Linked DNA regions of Mus musculus: region 1 is linked to region 2. A link is a contact called in public promoter capture Hi-C data. All regions are on one chromosome and are shown on one strand. Each heading gives the region's core, a stretch centred on a gene start, on an enhancer-like site or on the middle of the called end of the contact. The rest is flanking DNA. Distances are from core to core; before and after follow the strand shown.

Region 1 (7,132 bases), core at 3,909-6,408, 38 kb after region 2:
AAAGCCTCCAAGCAAAGAAGCAGAGCTGGGGACCTGAGGTTGGAAGCACTCCTTAGGCAGGCTGCAGGGATGTGGTGCCATCATGACAGCTTCTGCTTCTCTAGGCAACCTTCTCGGTGACTGGAATGAAAGACGAGCAGCAAGGAGATGCAGGACTGGAAACCACAGACATTCAGTGCACAGGCCAATGCCATTCCACAGTGTAGGATGCCCTGTAGGACAGGCACAAAACCGAGGCGGCCCTCCCCTTCATCTTCCCCATCCCAAACTGAAAGGTTGCAAAGTAAAAGAACATATTAAAATGGGTTGCCTCCAAGAGACAAAAAGGCAACATTTGGTTACCTTTTTAGGAGCTGTCAGGACTTAAGTCTGGAAACTTCACCTAGGCAGTTGGTGAGATGCTGAGATGGTAAAGGCAAGGTGTTGCCAAGCCTGATGACCTATGATCAATCCCTGGGATACACATGATGGAAGGAGATGAGTGATTCTGGGAAATTGTCCTCTGACTTCCACAGGCTGGTTCTGATTGAATGATACACGCCTTCACGCCTGTGTGCATATGAACAGGCATATGTATGTGCGTGTGCATTTGCACTTGAGTGTGCATGCACACACACAACAAACAGACAAATAAATAAAATATAATAAAAATATTGACAAAAAGAAACTTCACTGAGGAGACAGACTCCTTAACTGTCATGGAATTCATCACCTGCCCTTCAGTTCAGAGATTAAGGTATCGGTCAATAACTTGGACTGCAGGGGTAGCTCAGAGGTTAAAAATGCTTACTGTTCTTGTATAGAGCCTAGATTCAATTCCCAATACCCACATGGAGCTCACAACTGTCTGTAACTCTAGTTCCAGGGGATCCAATGCCCCCATAGGACCTCCACAGGCAGTCATGGGTATATATATACATGCAGGTAAAACAGTTGCATCCATAAAATAAAAATAAGGTATTTGCAAGAACTTGCCCATTTCTGCTCATCAGGTGTAATGAGCACATGGGATCCAGTACTCTATTGTAATAGTGAAAGGAATGTCGAAATGCCTAAGGCTTTTCTGAACATAGTAGGACAAGACAGGACAGCTAGCATAATTCTGAAGCAAGACTGAAAACACAATTAGTCCTCACTGATAAAAGAAGGTTGCTTCTCGTGGTGTTTACAGATTGGGAAGGTGAAAAAAAAAAATCACTCTCGAGTTGATAGGCAGACCAGCTTCCAGCAAAATATTGATCTGTTCTAACATACATCCCCCTAGAAGAGTACATCGGAGTGTAGTTTACAGGTGCCCACGATAATTCCCCAAGATTCGTATGCCTTTTGAGAAGGGGAGTTGATGAGGATGTGGTAAGCGCCAGCTTCTTGCATCTTCAACTGTGGTTCCGCAACCACGGCACAGTACCGGCTCTTCCCTCCCATGTCAGGCTTCTAATTTAGTCTCTTTAGTTATACGCATCTAGGGGCAAATGGAAGCTGGGATGTGTCTTGAAGATGCTCCACATCCTCTTATAAGCCAACTGCCCCAAGTGAGACTATTACAGTCTTCACATGTGAGAGAGGGGAAAGCATAGATGGGCAGGCTGCTTCCACCAAGGGAAGCTCATGTGGACCCAGCAATCCGTGATGCTGAGTTTTCCATCTGAGCCTGTCAGGTGGCCCTGTTCTACATCTTTTTATTTTTAAATATTTTTTTAGATTTGTTTAGTTTTATGTGTATATGTGTTTTGTTTACATGTACGTATATGTACCATGTGAGTGCCTAGTGTCCACAAAAGTCAGCAAAGGGCATCAGAACCCCTGGATCTAGAGTTAGGGATATTTGTGATCCACCACATGGATGCTAGGAAGCAAACCTGGGTCCTCTGCAAGAGCAGTAAGTGCTGTTAGCCACTGACCCATCTCTCCAGCCCCATTTCTGTATCTTAACACCCCATTCCTCCTCAACTGATGTCTAAGTTCACATGAGAGGTATAGGCAGGCTGTGAATTCAGGTAGATTTTGTTACTTCTTTGGTAGGGCTGACACTGTGGCTCTGAGAAGGGGCTGTTTTCAAAGCTCTCTAGGTTAAAAGCTCAATGATGCTCTGAACCCATAGCTGAGAACTTAAACATCTAAACCAGTCAGTCATTTATTTTCTTTCTATAAGTGCTCCAAGGTCATCCAGAAGAATTCATCCAGACTTGTGTCCCTGGTGGTCATCATTACTCACACAATTGTTCAATAGCTATTTCCCATGAGCACTTGCTTTTATAATGCTTAACAACCAACCATGTACGACATCATATACAGATTGAGTTTGGCCCCATGTGGGTTTTAGCACTAAACACAGAACAACACACACACACACACACACACACACACACACACACACACACACACCACTCTTCTATTTGATAATTTAAAAATTTAAAGAATAGCTAAAATTATTAATCTGTGATAATACTACTATGTTGGAGATTGGTTCTAATACTTTGATTCAATTGGGAATCTGCATGTCCAAACGCTAAAGGTCCTTGTGACCAATTGGTTTTTGATCAATCAATAAAGATGTCAACAGCTAATGACTGGGCACGGACGGGACCCTTTGAGTTGCACAGGCTAGGACATAGAGAGGAACAGGAGTGAACTGCCATAACTCGGGGTAGAAGGATGAGACACAGGAACAGCAGGATATAAAGGCAACCAGCCATGTGAGACCCTGGGTAAATGGCTACTGGCCACTTCCCTGATTGGGCCTGGGGTAGCAGGGAAAGGTTTAGGAGTGTCCATCTTTTGAGGTAGCCAAGGAACTTTTAAAATAATCTAGTGTGTGTGTGTGTGTGTGTGTGTGTCTTCAATTCACAGATGGAAAGATAGCTCCTGGGTAGGTGCACACATGTGACCCAGCAGGAGCCAAAGTGGTGTAGCAAAAACAATCACCACTACATAACTGTATTGAGGGAAGAGAGGGGAGGAGATAGTGTTAAGTCCACACACTAACAGCTACATTCTATTTGACATATAAAAATAATAATTAAATGGATAATTTCTAAAGTTGAAGAGCAAAGGAATAGTAACATAAGCATTTATATATGGGCACGGAAATTATTGAAGAATAAAATGGTTGACCATGACTGCCTCTCTTTATATGGGACTTGTGGGATGGGTGGGTCGGGAGATGCTCATGACCCTCTTTATTTTCTTATTACTCCCCTCCTTCTGGCATCTCCAAGTGCACATGGCAGCAGCCTTTCAGGTCTTGGGGTCCTAGCCCTCTTTTTCTGAACTAAAGAACCATTTCTCTTTCTTTAGATTTATTTTATTGTATGTGTATACGTCTTTAGTTTGCTTGTTTGGATCTGTACCACATGCACAGTGCCCATGGACGTCAGAAGAGATTGTCAGATCCCCTGGAACTAAATTAAAGGATGGTTATGAACTACCATGTGGGTGCTGGGAACCAAAATGGAGTCTTCTGAAAGGGCAACAAATGCTCTAAAGGCTGAGCCATCTTTCCCTCCCCAAAACGACTTCTCCGACATCTTCTAAGACAATGGTCCTCAACCTTTCACAGGATTCTCCTGAGACCATTGGAAAACACAGATATTTACATTATGATTCATAATGGCAGCAGAATGACAGTTACGAAGTAGCAACAAAAATAATTTTATGGTTGGAGTCATCACAACATGAGGAACTGCATTAAAGGGCTGCAGTGTTAGGAAGGTTGAGAACCACTGCTTTAAGACGTCTTTTCTTTTGCAGATCAGTGGTACGGAAACAAATATGTGCAGACAGGCATTAAAATCACCTGGAAACTCATTATTTCACCAATTTCCTCACCAAATACACAGCATGAGCATTTCTTGTCGGGCATTGAGCTGTCCTCTTGGATGACAAAGTCGTCATGTAGCTGCATTTGAAATTTGTGCTCTTGGCATGTTCCCAAGTACAGCCAGGGTCCAATTATCCTGCCTCTGAATTGCTGCCTTGTTCCAATCACCATGCCTCTGAATTGCTGCCGTGGATGCATGCCCCTCTAGTTAATATCCTTTATAGAATCCAGTGTGGAGATGGAAGACTGTGGTCAGCCATAACAGCAGGGAGTATTATGACTCATGGTCAGGCTTTTAAAATCAGTCTAATGCAGATTGCTCTTAAAGCATAGTGATAACTAAAATTCCTGGAGCTTTGTGTTTTTCTATATTAACTATGACTGCAAAATCAGACTTCCACAATACTACACATCAGCTCTTTATCTTCCTGTATCCACTACTCTTGGTTTCCATGATGCTTTGAACCTTCATTTATCTTTTTGTTTTGTTTTGTTTTGTTTTGTTTTGTTTTTTGTTTTTTTGTTTTTTGAGACAGGGTTTCTCTGTGTAGCCCTGGCTGGCCTGGAACTCACTCTGTAGACCAGGCTGGCCTCGAACTCAGAAATCTGCCTGCCTCTGCCTCCCAAGTGCTAGGATTAAAGGCATGCGCTACCACGCCCGGCTGAACCTTCATTTATCTTATCCAGAATTTTGAACTTCTTTCCAGCCCTGTATTGAGGGGCAATGAGTGGGTCAGGAAAAGCAAGGCTCTGAGTTAGACACACTTGGATAAAATCAGGTTTTCTTCTTCCTTTCTTCTTTTGTTTCTTCCTTCCTTCCTTCATGCTTCCTTTCTTTTTCCTTTCCTTTCCTTTCCTTTCCTTTCCTTTCCTTTCCTTTCCTTTCCTTTCCTTTCCTTTCCTTTCCTTCCTTCTTTCTTCCTTTCTTCTTCTTTTTAAGATAAATGGCTCAAAGGGCTACATGGATGATTTTGTCATCCAAGAACCTGGCTCACTGCCTGAAGTATTTGCTGAATGAATTACTGAATTAATGAGTGGTGGCAGATAATCAAAGAGACTGGCTAGGAGCTTGGATGCTGAATTATCACAGAGGGCAGGTTGTGGTGGGCTCAGTGATAAGGATGGGGATTTGGGGAGCTTGTAGAAAGGCAGGATCAGTAAGATTTACAGGTCGATTGAACATCAGAGTGAGATGAGAAAGGATCACAAAGATACCCACATTTCTGGGCTGAGCACCTAGGAGAAAGCGACAGCTAAAAACAGGAGTTTATATCACCATAGACACGTCTAGCACAGATCATCCCTGGATGACTGACAGCTAAACAAAATGAGCATGGCACGGAAAGATGGATGATCCCACTTCCTGTGGCGCCTGGAATAGGCACCCACAAAGTAAAGTAGTGGTTTCCGCCGGCTGAAGGAACTGCTGCTTAGAGATACCCTTTTACTCAGTTTCCGGGGGGCTGCCTAGAGATGGACGGCTGAGATGGCCACACATCATGGGGCGTTGCAAGCCAAGGAACTGAAGATTATTACAATGGTGAAGATTATGTTATATACGTTTCTCCAGAATAAACAATAATCTCAAATTACCAACCATCTGGATAATGAATCTTCCCTTTTTAAAGTCTACTCAGTCATCTAGAAATGAGGAACTGGCAGGAATCCGTAGAGACCTAAACCCGTTTAACTCACGGACAAGCTGCAACACGGGCACCGGTGCAGAAAGATGACTCAGAACAATCCCGGGGAAGTGACGTTTCTGCTGCTGTTAGGGCCCATTACATAAAACTTTTGTTTTAGCTTGCTTTTGCTCTGTCTTGGTTCTGCCCATCACTTGTGGAGAAAGCTCATAAGACTCTTCCTAGCCCTTGGTACTCCTAACAGAGAGCCAGACGTGGGGAAGAGAGTCAAAATAAGGCAGGCTTTAGTGGGGCTGTGAGCAGCACCAAATTTGTGCATGATCTGAAATTAACAATTTTAAATTCATGGAGGAGTCTTCAATATCTGCCACAGCTTGAAATCTGATGTGGCTGTACTGGGTAAGGTCTCGCAGTGTTGGTGTTGACTGCATATGGGTCCCAACATGAGAAAATGTCCAATTATTCCAAGAAGACTCCAGGATTCTTTTCTTTTCTCTTCTTTGTTTTTAAAAGATTCCCCCCCCCTTTTGTGTATGCATGTGACATGTGTGTGTGTGTGTGTGTGTGTGTGTGTGTGTGTGTGTGTGTGTGTGACTTGAGGCCAGAGGCATGGGCTCTCCTGGAGTTGGAGTTGTAGCAATTTCCAGCCATCATGGGAAGTGAACTCAGGACCTCTGGAAAAAACAAGTGCTCTCAGCTTCTGAGGCATCTCTCTAGCTCTGTAGGGTTTTTGTTTTTTAATAAAAATTCCTCAGTTATTCTCTCATACAGCTCAGGATATGTTTATTCTCTCTCTCTCTCTCTCTCTCTCTCTCTCTCTCTCTCTCTCTCTCTCTCTCCCTTTCCTTTCCTTTCCTTTCCTTTCCTTTCCTTTCCTTTCCTTTCCTTTCCTTTCCTTTCCTTTCCTTTCCTTTCCTTTCCTTCTTTTGTGTGTATATTTAGTGGTATGGGGTGCTGCAGGGCTGGGGTGGGGTTGTCATCAAGCCCATGCTAAGGTTAGAGGACAACTTTGTTCCAGGAATCCAACTTGAGTGTGTTAGGTTTGTGCAGCAGACACCTTCACTTGCTGAGCCATGTCACTGCCACAAATGTCTGCTCTTAATTAACATTTGGTGAGATGTTAAGACAAATTTACCCTGCCCCAAAACTTGAGGAGAGAAATGTACAATTATGTAACAGGAAGTATAAATAAGTGATATTACCAAAGCAAAAACCATCATGGAGTCCTAAAATTAAGTACTACACAAGAGATTAAAGTCATCTGCAGATGCAGGTGCCCAGCTGCCACAGTCTGTTAGGAAGGAACCCTGGAGCTCTCTGCAGACCTAGGATGCAGAAACCTTGGCCTGTTGCCTAGCAACCTGCATGTTAAGAAGCCTTCCCACTGGGCTCAGCCACACAGGCCTGCTATCCCAGTTCACAGGAAGCTGAGGTAGGGTCCAGAGCAGCACCGGTCTGAGCCAGTGTAGGCTACCTAGTGAGCCGCAGTCTAAATAAATAGATACATAGATAACAATGACAGAAAAAGAAACAGAAACAAAGTTAAACAAATGCAAGGTGATTCTGATGTAAACTGAAGTTTGAGATTCATTATTCTAGAGCATTTAGGTGTTAAAAAATATCCCATCACACCACAGCATAGTTTTAAACCTCCATGGCTAATTTTAAT
Region 2 (7,405 bases), core at 2,220-4,719:
TCCATCTTGTTTTAAGTGTGCCCACGGTTGGAAAGAATATGTTTATTGGCCCGTGGTGCTGAATTTCTCTTCAGAAGCCACACCCATAAAGACACTCAAGCTGTCAGGCCATTGCCGAGTAGCCTCATGATTGTGAAAGACTAAATACTACACACACAGTCAAAATTGTCTGGGGCTATCTTTAAGAAAAGTAGCCTCTTGTTTTCCTGATTGAATACTCATCACTAATTGCCTTCCGCTCTATGCAGAAGCTACAAGTCAGTGTGGAGTCCTTGGTAGGCCTCCAGCTTTGATCAACCCTAAAGCTAAGGCTGTTGGATAGCAGCTAAAATATACAACAGACTTCCTCCTCTTGCTGTTGCCTGCCTGCCTAAAGCTCCTACCAATGTACTTGCTGGATCTATTGATTTATGATTTTCTTTGTTCTGTGGATGGAAGAGTTTATATAACTTCTTTCCTTCCAGAGAATGTCACTGAAGGTAACTTGAATACATGCACCCAGAAGTTAACCACGTAGATTTGGCTCAGAATAAACCATTTGTTGGCTTTAAAGCAGGGTTCTTGTATAAAGATAGGACTTATTGGTTTACACACACACACACACACACACACACACACATTCAAACATAGGTTCCCTATACATTTGTTTGCTGAGTCTGACTTATTTCACTTAACATAATGATTTCCAGTTCCATCCACTTTTCTGAAGATATCACTTCACTTATCTTTATGGCTGCACACAATCCAATTGAGTGTCTGTTGCACAAATTCTTCATTCATTCTTTTGTTGCTGCACCTCTACGGTGATTCCATTCCCTGGCTTTTGTGAATAGTGCAGTAATGAACACATATGTGCAAGTGTCCCTGAACAAGGCTCACTGCTGAAAACCAAGGTCTGAATAAGTAACAGTGTGCTTGTTATCTCAAACCCAACCATCTCTACCCCTCCTCTCTCTCTCTCTCTCTCTGTCTCTGTCTCTGTCTCTCTCTCTCTCACACACACTGGGAAGAGAGAGAGAGAGAGAGAGAGAGAGAGAGAGAGAGAGAGAGGAGAGAGAGAGAGACTACCACCACACCTCTGTAGTTAGCACACAGTATGTATACTGAAGCTGGTGTAACACACTCCTAATTAATGATCAAAACTCCTTGGAGCTGAGGTGCTGCTCTCCCAATAGACAGCTATTTTTAAAATATTTCTCTTTCAAAACAACAGCATGATTAATCCTATTATTCCTATTTAAATTACTTATGTAGAAAGAGCCATGCACTGTGAGCAATTGTTAAAAATGCTTTATTATGTGTAATTTGTACATGCTTCAATTTGTGTGGCTTTAGGGCAATTTATTTTCCGGGTTGTGATGTCATCTACCCAAATTAACTAGATCTAATTCTCATTGTGACACACCACATACAAAAATACAGTTTTAAAACGAAGTTCCTCTTCTTCCCAGAAAGATTCACAAGAATGTGTCAGATGGATAAAACAAGAAAAGAAATCTTTGCACACACACCAACACCATTCGAGGCATTCTCCTTCACACAATGATGTCAAATCTTTTATTTTGAAGCAACAGGGAAAGAGCCCATCCGCTCTCTGAGGGGAACGCAAACTTTATTGTTGCTAAAGCCAGGCTCCAGGGATAATGGAGCGCTCCTTTGGGGGAAAGAGGGAATATGGGAACCGAAGGTGGCGGCTGTCGTCCCTTCACAAGCACTTCAAGAGGAAAGAATTGCAGGAAGTTCCTCGGGGACAGTCACACAGCTTCCCGATCCTGGCCCCTTTCCTCACTGCGCACTGCTCTCCAGCGTCACACTGTCAACAACACAACCGATGGTTACTGGGGTCCCAAGGGAGCTTCCTCATGGTACCATCAGCTCAGGTCGAAGCAGTCAGATCCGAAGCCCAGGGGGCCTCGGGCTTATAATTTCAGAAAGAGGATATTTAAAGGAAGAAATTTAAATGACTGATCCCCTCCTCCTACGTTCTTCTGCCTTTGGGGAGGGACCACAATTTCAGCTTCCTTTTCTCTTTATCTGAAAGGGGCGGGGGGGGGGGGAAATCACCCAGATTCTTGCATCTAAGAAATATACACGCCTTTAATCCCAGCACTCGGGAGGCAGAGGCAGGCGGATTTCTGAGTTCGAGGCCAGCCTGGTCTACAAAGTGAGTTCCAGGACAGCCAGGGCTACACAGAGAAACCCTGTCTCGAAAAACCAACATATATATTTTTTTCTCATAACCTTTGTTTTCTGCTTTCCCACTTCCTTGCTCAAAGAAGGAAAAAGTGTGTGTGTGTGTGTGTGTGTGTGTGTGTGTGTGCGCGCGCGCGTGTGATTTTTACCTAGAGCTGTACAACGAAGGTGACCAGTCCTGAAAACTTTTTATCACAGAATTTAAGAAAGAAAACAACAACGAAATGATACAAATAAAGAAAAAGAAAAAAAATGGTGGTGCTCTAGAAGGAATTAGAGAGAACTGAATAGATTCAAGGGCTCTCCCATTTGAGATGTTTCAGAAAGTACTCCCACTCAGATCATGAGACTGTTTTCTGGCCCTAAGTAGCCTGTTCCCTCTTGTTCTTAGAGACCAAGGAGCAAAGGGGCGAGGGCAGAAGCAAAGAGGACGTTCCAGATAAATTCTTCACCTAGCTGCTCAGCCACCTGCTAGAGTAAAGACCGTGTGTAAGATTCTAGGCAATCTTTTCTCGTGGAAAAGTAGGGAAAAGGGAACCCGGAGCCTTACCATGGGGACTTGGCCGTACTTCTTCTCGTAGATCGGAATGCGTTTACTCTTGAGCTTCTTCAGGACTTCTTGCAACGCTTCGATCTGCAACATAGCGCCGGGAGCCCGAAGTTGCCGCCTTGGCTGCGAGCCCAGCGCAGGTGCTCACTTTCAGCCCAGTTATAAGGAGCCCGGGACACACAACCGCGGGGCAGCAGGACTCGGGGGACAAAGGGGAGTAGATACTGGTGGAAAGGAAGCCAGGCGGGCAAAGTCCCTAGACCTGACCTCACCTTCCAGAGCCTCCAAGGAGCACACTGCCCAGACCGGCCACAACTAGGGATTCGCTCGACAGACAGCCCGCAGCCCGTGAACTCAAATATCTTTGTCTGGTAGAGGGTACCCAGGGTACTTTTTTTTTTTTAATCCAGCGTCAGGGGCTCTGCCTTCTGGGATGGGACTGGGATAGAGGGGGACGCACGCAAAGCAAGGACCCTGTGGTAGTCCAGTGGGGGAACCCGAGGCGAGGGAAATACTGACCAGCTCCTTCTCGTGGGACGCATCATCCACGGCAGAGTAGATGTCCAGGGCTCGGGGCTGCAGCTCGGCGTCCTCCTGGGCACGGGCACCCAGCAAAGGTAGCAGTAGCAGCAGGGCGGCGCCCAGGAGGGGTAGCAGCCGCAGGCGGGAGCTCTCCATGGTTCTGGACCTCCTCGCTGCTCGGGCACTGCGCTCTCCGGCTTCTTATAGCCGGTTGAAATCGGGTGCCGGGAAGAGGGAGGGGGAGAAGAAGGACGGGGGTGTGGAGGAGAGCCCGGGTCAGCCGTCTGTAGGCAGCGCTCCGCTGCCGTTTGACGTCAATGCCCGCCGGGCTCCGGGAGCCCGGGAACGAGGCTCTGCGCACAGATGGGCTAGAGCGCAGAAAACAAGACCCCGTGCCCCGAAACGCTGTCCGCCCCGCAGCCAGGGAAGCTTCCCTAGGGGCCAGAGCTGAAACTGAGGGGCAAAAGGTGAGGGAAATGGAAAATGCCTTCGGGGCAATGAACAAGCAGAAGAGTTGTTTTCCCTATCTTAGCCGTGGTAGATGCACCAGAGTTCTGCTCATAGGCTCTGCTTTGCCTCCCTAATCCCCAAGCCCCGGGTGTAGCAGCAAGAAGGATATGTGGACTCCAGCAGGCTCACTTGCTGAGCACAATTCTAGGAAAGCTAGGGAGTGAGGGAGATGATCAGCATACTAGACGAAGGGAAATTATGTCCTCTGCACCAAGGGCTCTGTAGAGGCTGTGTGATACTAATAACCCGAAGAGGAAAGTAGAGTAACTCAACTGAACGGGAGCGAGAGAACCGGACGTGGTACCAGTCCTGGGCCAATCACTTCCAGAGTCTGTACCTTAGCACAAAGTTAACCTTTCTGATGGGCTGACAGATGGCTCAATGATTAAGAGCACGTGCTGTTTTTACAAGGTCTGAGCTCGAGTTCCCAACACCGCAGGCACCTGCACTCGTGTACACATACTTACACATATATGGATAATTAAAACTAAAGTAATAGCACATTTTTAAAGAACCTCTCCGAACATCTATCTTTGTCTTATAAAACCGAAGTTGGAAGAATGTAACACTGGAAGGATGGAATTGACGGCTCTTGTGTACAACGTTCCTTAGTTACCCTCGCCACAATAAACACTAAGTTACCCTCGCCACAATAAACACTAAGTTACCCTCGCCACAATAAACACTGAGTTACCCTCGCCACAATAAACACTGAGTTACCCTCGCCACAATAAACACTGAGTTACCCTCGCCACAATAAACACTGAGTTACCCTCGCCACAATAAACACTGAGTTACCCTCGCCACAATAAACACTGAGTTACCCTCGCCACAATAAACACTGAGTTACCCTCGCCACAATAAACACTGAGTTACCCTCGCCACAATAAACACTGAGTTACCCTCGCCACAATAAACACTGAGTTACCCTCGCCACAATAAACACTGAGTTACCCTCGCCACAATAAACACTGAGTTACCCTCGCCACAATAAACACTGAGTTACCCTCGCCACAATAAACACTGAGTTACCCTCGCCACAATAAACACTGAGTTACCCTCGCCACAATAAACACTGAGTTACCCTCGCCACAATAAACACTGAGTTACCCTCGCCACAATAAACACTGAGTTACCCTCGCCACAATAAACACTGAGTTACCCTCGCCACAATAAACACTGAGTTACCCTCGCCACAATAAACACTGAGTTACCCTCGCCACAATAAACACTGAGTTACCCTCGCCACAATAAACACTGAGTTACCCTCGCCACAATAAACACTGAGTTACCCTCGCCACAATAAACACTGAGTTACCCTCGCCACAATAAACACTGAGTTACCCTCGCCACAATAAACACTGAGTTACCCTCGCCACAATAAACACTGAGTTACCCTCGCCACAATAAACACTGAGTTACCCTCGCCACAATAAACACTGAGTTACCCTCGCCACAATAAACACTGAGTTACCCTCGCCACAATAAACACTGAGTTACCCTCGCCACAATAAACACTGAGTTACCCTCGCCACAATAAACACTGAGTTACCCTCGCCACAATAAACACTGAGTTACCCTCGCCACAATAAACACTGAGTTACCCTCGCCACAATAAACACTGAGTTACCCTCGCCACAATAAACACTGAGTTACCCTCGCCACAATAAACACTGAGTTACCCTCGCCACAATAAACACTGAGTTACCCTCGCCACAATAAACACTGAGTTACCCTCGCCACAATAAACACTGAGTTACCCTCGCCACAATAAACACTGAGTTACCCTCGCCACAATAAACACTGAGTTACCCTCGCCACAATAAACACTGAGTTACCCTCGCCACAATAAACACTGAGTTACCCTCGCCACAATAAACACTGAGTTACCCTCGCCACAATAAACACTGAGTTACCCTCGCCACAATAAACACTGAGTTACCCTCGCCACAATAAACACTGAGTTGCCCTCGCCACAATAAACACTGAGTTACCCTCGCCACAATAAACACTGAGTTGCCCTCGCCACAATAAACACTGAGTTGCCCTCGCCACAATAAACACTGAGTTGCCCTCGCCACAATAAACACTGAGTTGCCCTCGCCACAATAAACACTGAGTTGCCCTCGCCACAATAAACACTGAGTTGCCCTCGCCACAATAAACACTGAGTTGCCCTCGCCACAATAAACACTGAGTTGCCCTCGCCACAATAAACACTGAGTTGCCCTCGCCACAATAAACACTGAGTTGCCCTCGCCACAATAAACACTGAGTTGCCCTCGCCACAATAAACACTGAGTTGCCCTCGCCACAATAAACAACACTGAGTTGCCCTCGCCACAATAAACACTGAGTTGCCCTCGCCACAATAAACACTAAGTTGCCCTCGCCACAATAAACACTAAGTTGCCCTCGCCACAATAAACACTAAGTTGCCCTCGCCACAATAAACACTAAGTTGCCCTCGCCACAATAAACACTAAGTTACCCTCGCCACAATAAACACTAAGCCTCCTGGTCCCTTCCCCTAGAACTGTGAAGTCGTCCAAAGACTGTGTGTCCCCTGTCTCAACTTTAACTCAGGGCAAATTGAACCACCCACCGCACTCATCCTTCCCACTTTCTCTGGTACTCCAAGAATTCCAGAAATTAAAGGAGTGAAAAACGCAGCTCCCTGATTCTGGAAAGATCTCGAGAGATCAGAAGCCAAGGTGAGCCAAGTCTTCTGGTTCAGGAAGACACACAATAGTGGCTTTGTAAAGTTAAGGGCCTCACCCTATGTGGAACATGGACCCAGAATAGATCCCATCTGTTTGTTGACCTGACTGCTTGCATCGCACCCTCCTCCCCTCGACAGATCCTGAAACACACCCTTTCTGCCCCAGTCCCATCATCACACCAGAATCCTGGCCAACAGCCGCAGTGTGCTGACTGTCTGGTTCTTCATCCCACCCTTTTCCCTCACCTTTCTCTAATCCACAGTCCACCACCAGCCGTATCCTAAAAATGGCTGCTCAGTGGGGAATCTGCATCCCCCACTCTGCATCATCTGCACCGCAGCCCTGGCCACAGACCCTGCCACTGCGCTCTGGCTGGCCTTCTTGATCCTCTCACGAGTCAATCTCTCCCTGCTTGGCCTTTGTATTTACCTTGCCTGGAAATGTCTTCCTATGTCTTTAAGTCTCTCACTGCTTCTTGTGACATAAATCTCGATTTGTAAATTTCCACGGCTACTCAGTCTAAGGCATACTTCAATTTTTTTCTTCTACAACCTTATTGATTTAACACGTGATGTGGATTACTGAAATAGTTAATACAGAATATGTATCTGTTTTCTTCAGTTACCAAGTTTTTAATCACCACTGAAATGTGTATTTGGGTGAAATTCGAGAAGTAGGTTCCCTTCTGATCAATAGTATGCATATAATATTTCTCCTTGGGGTTAAGCCCAACTTGAAACCATGTCTAACACTTCCCCTGTGATGCTTTGTATATGCCTGGCTCAGGGAGTGGCACTATAAGGAGGTGTGGCTTTGTTAGAGTAGGTGTGTCACTGTGGGCATGGGCGTTAAGACCCCTGTGCTAGCTGCCTGGAAGTCAGTCTTCTGATCAATGCCTTCAGATGAA

What was found. Promoter capture Hi-C pulls out the DNA fragments that hold promoters and counts their contacts.
Region 1: a contact with region 2 is called in a promoter capture Hi-C map of pre-B cells, with 3 times the contacts expected there. The contact joins the enhancer-like site here to the promoter of Cartpt in region 2. A contact is called at or near these places in 1 of 39 promoter capture datasets (pre-B cells), 1 of 15 datasets of contacts at CTCF or cohesin (large pre-B cells), 1 of 484 Hi-C or Micro-C datasets (nephron progenitors), 1 of 115 datasets of contacts at active chromatin or transcription factors (neural tube) and 1 of 9 other capture datasets (pancreatic islet).

The regions. Positions count from the first base shown.
Region 1 is chr13:99,933,958-99,941,089 of GRCm38.p6, forward strand. Gm41039 (a long non-coding RNA gene) reads right to left here and starts at 619. Exons shown (of 2, transcript XR_873867.1): 1 at 343-619; 2 at 1-212. Within about 2 kb of position 5,159, at least 110 of the 459 cell types and tissues checked have an H3K27ac peak or open chromatin away from gene starts, as enhancers often do. A contact at or near this core is called in pre-B cells, where this site is marked.
Region 2 is chr13:99,897,214-99,904,618 of GRCm38.p6, forward strand. Cartpt (CART prepropeptide) reads right to left here and starts at 3,470. Exons shown (of 3, transcript NM_001081493.2): 1 at 3,263-3,470; 2 at 2,744-2,827; 3 at 1,270-1,813. The coding sequence starts at 3,421. The coding sequence ends at 1,706.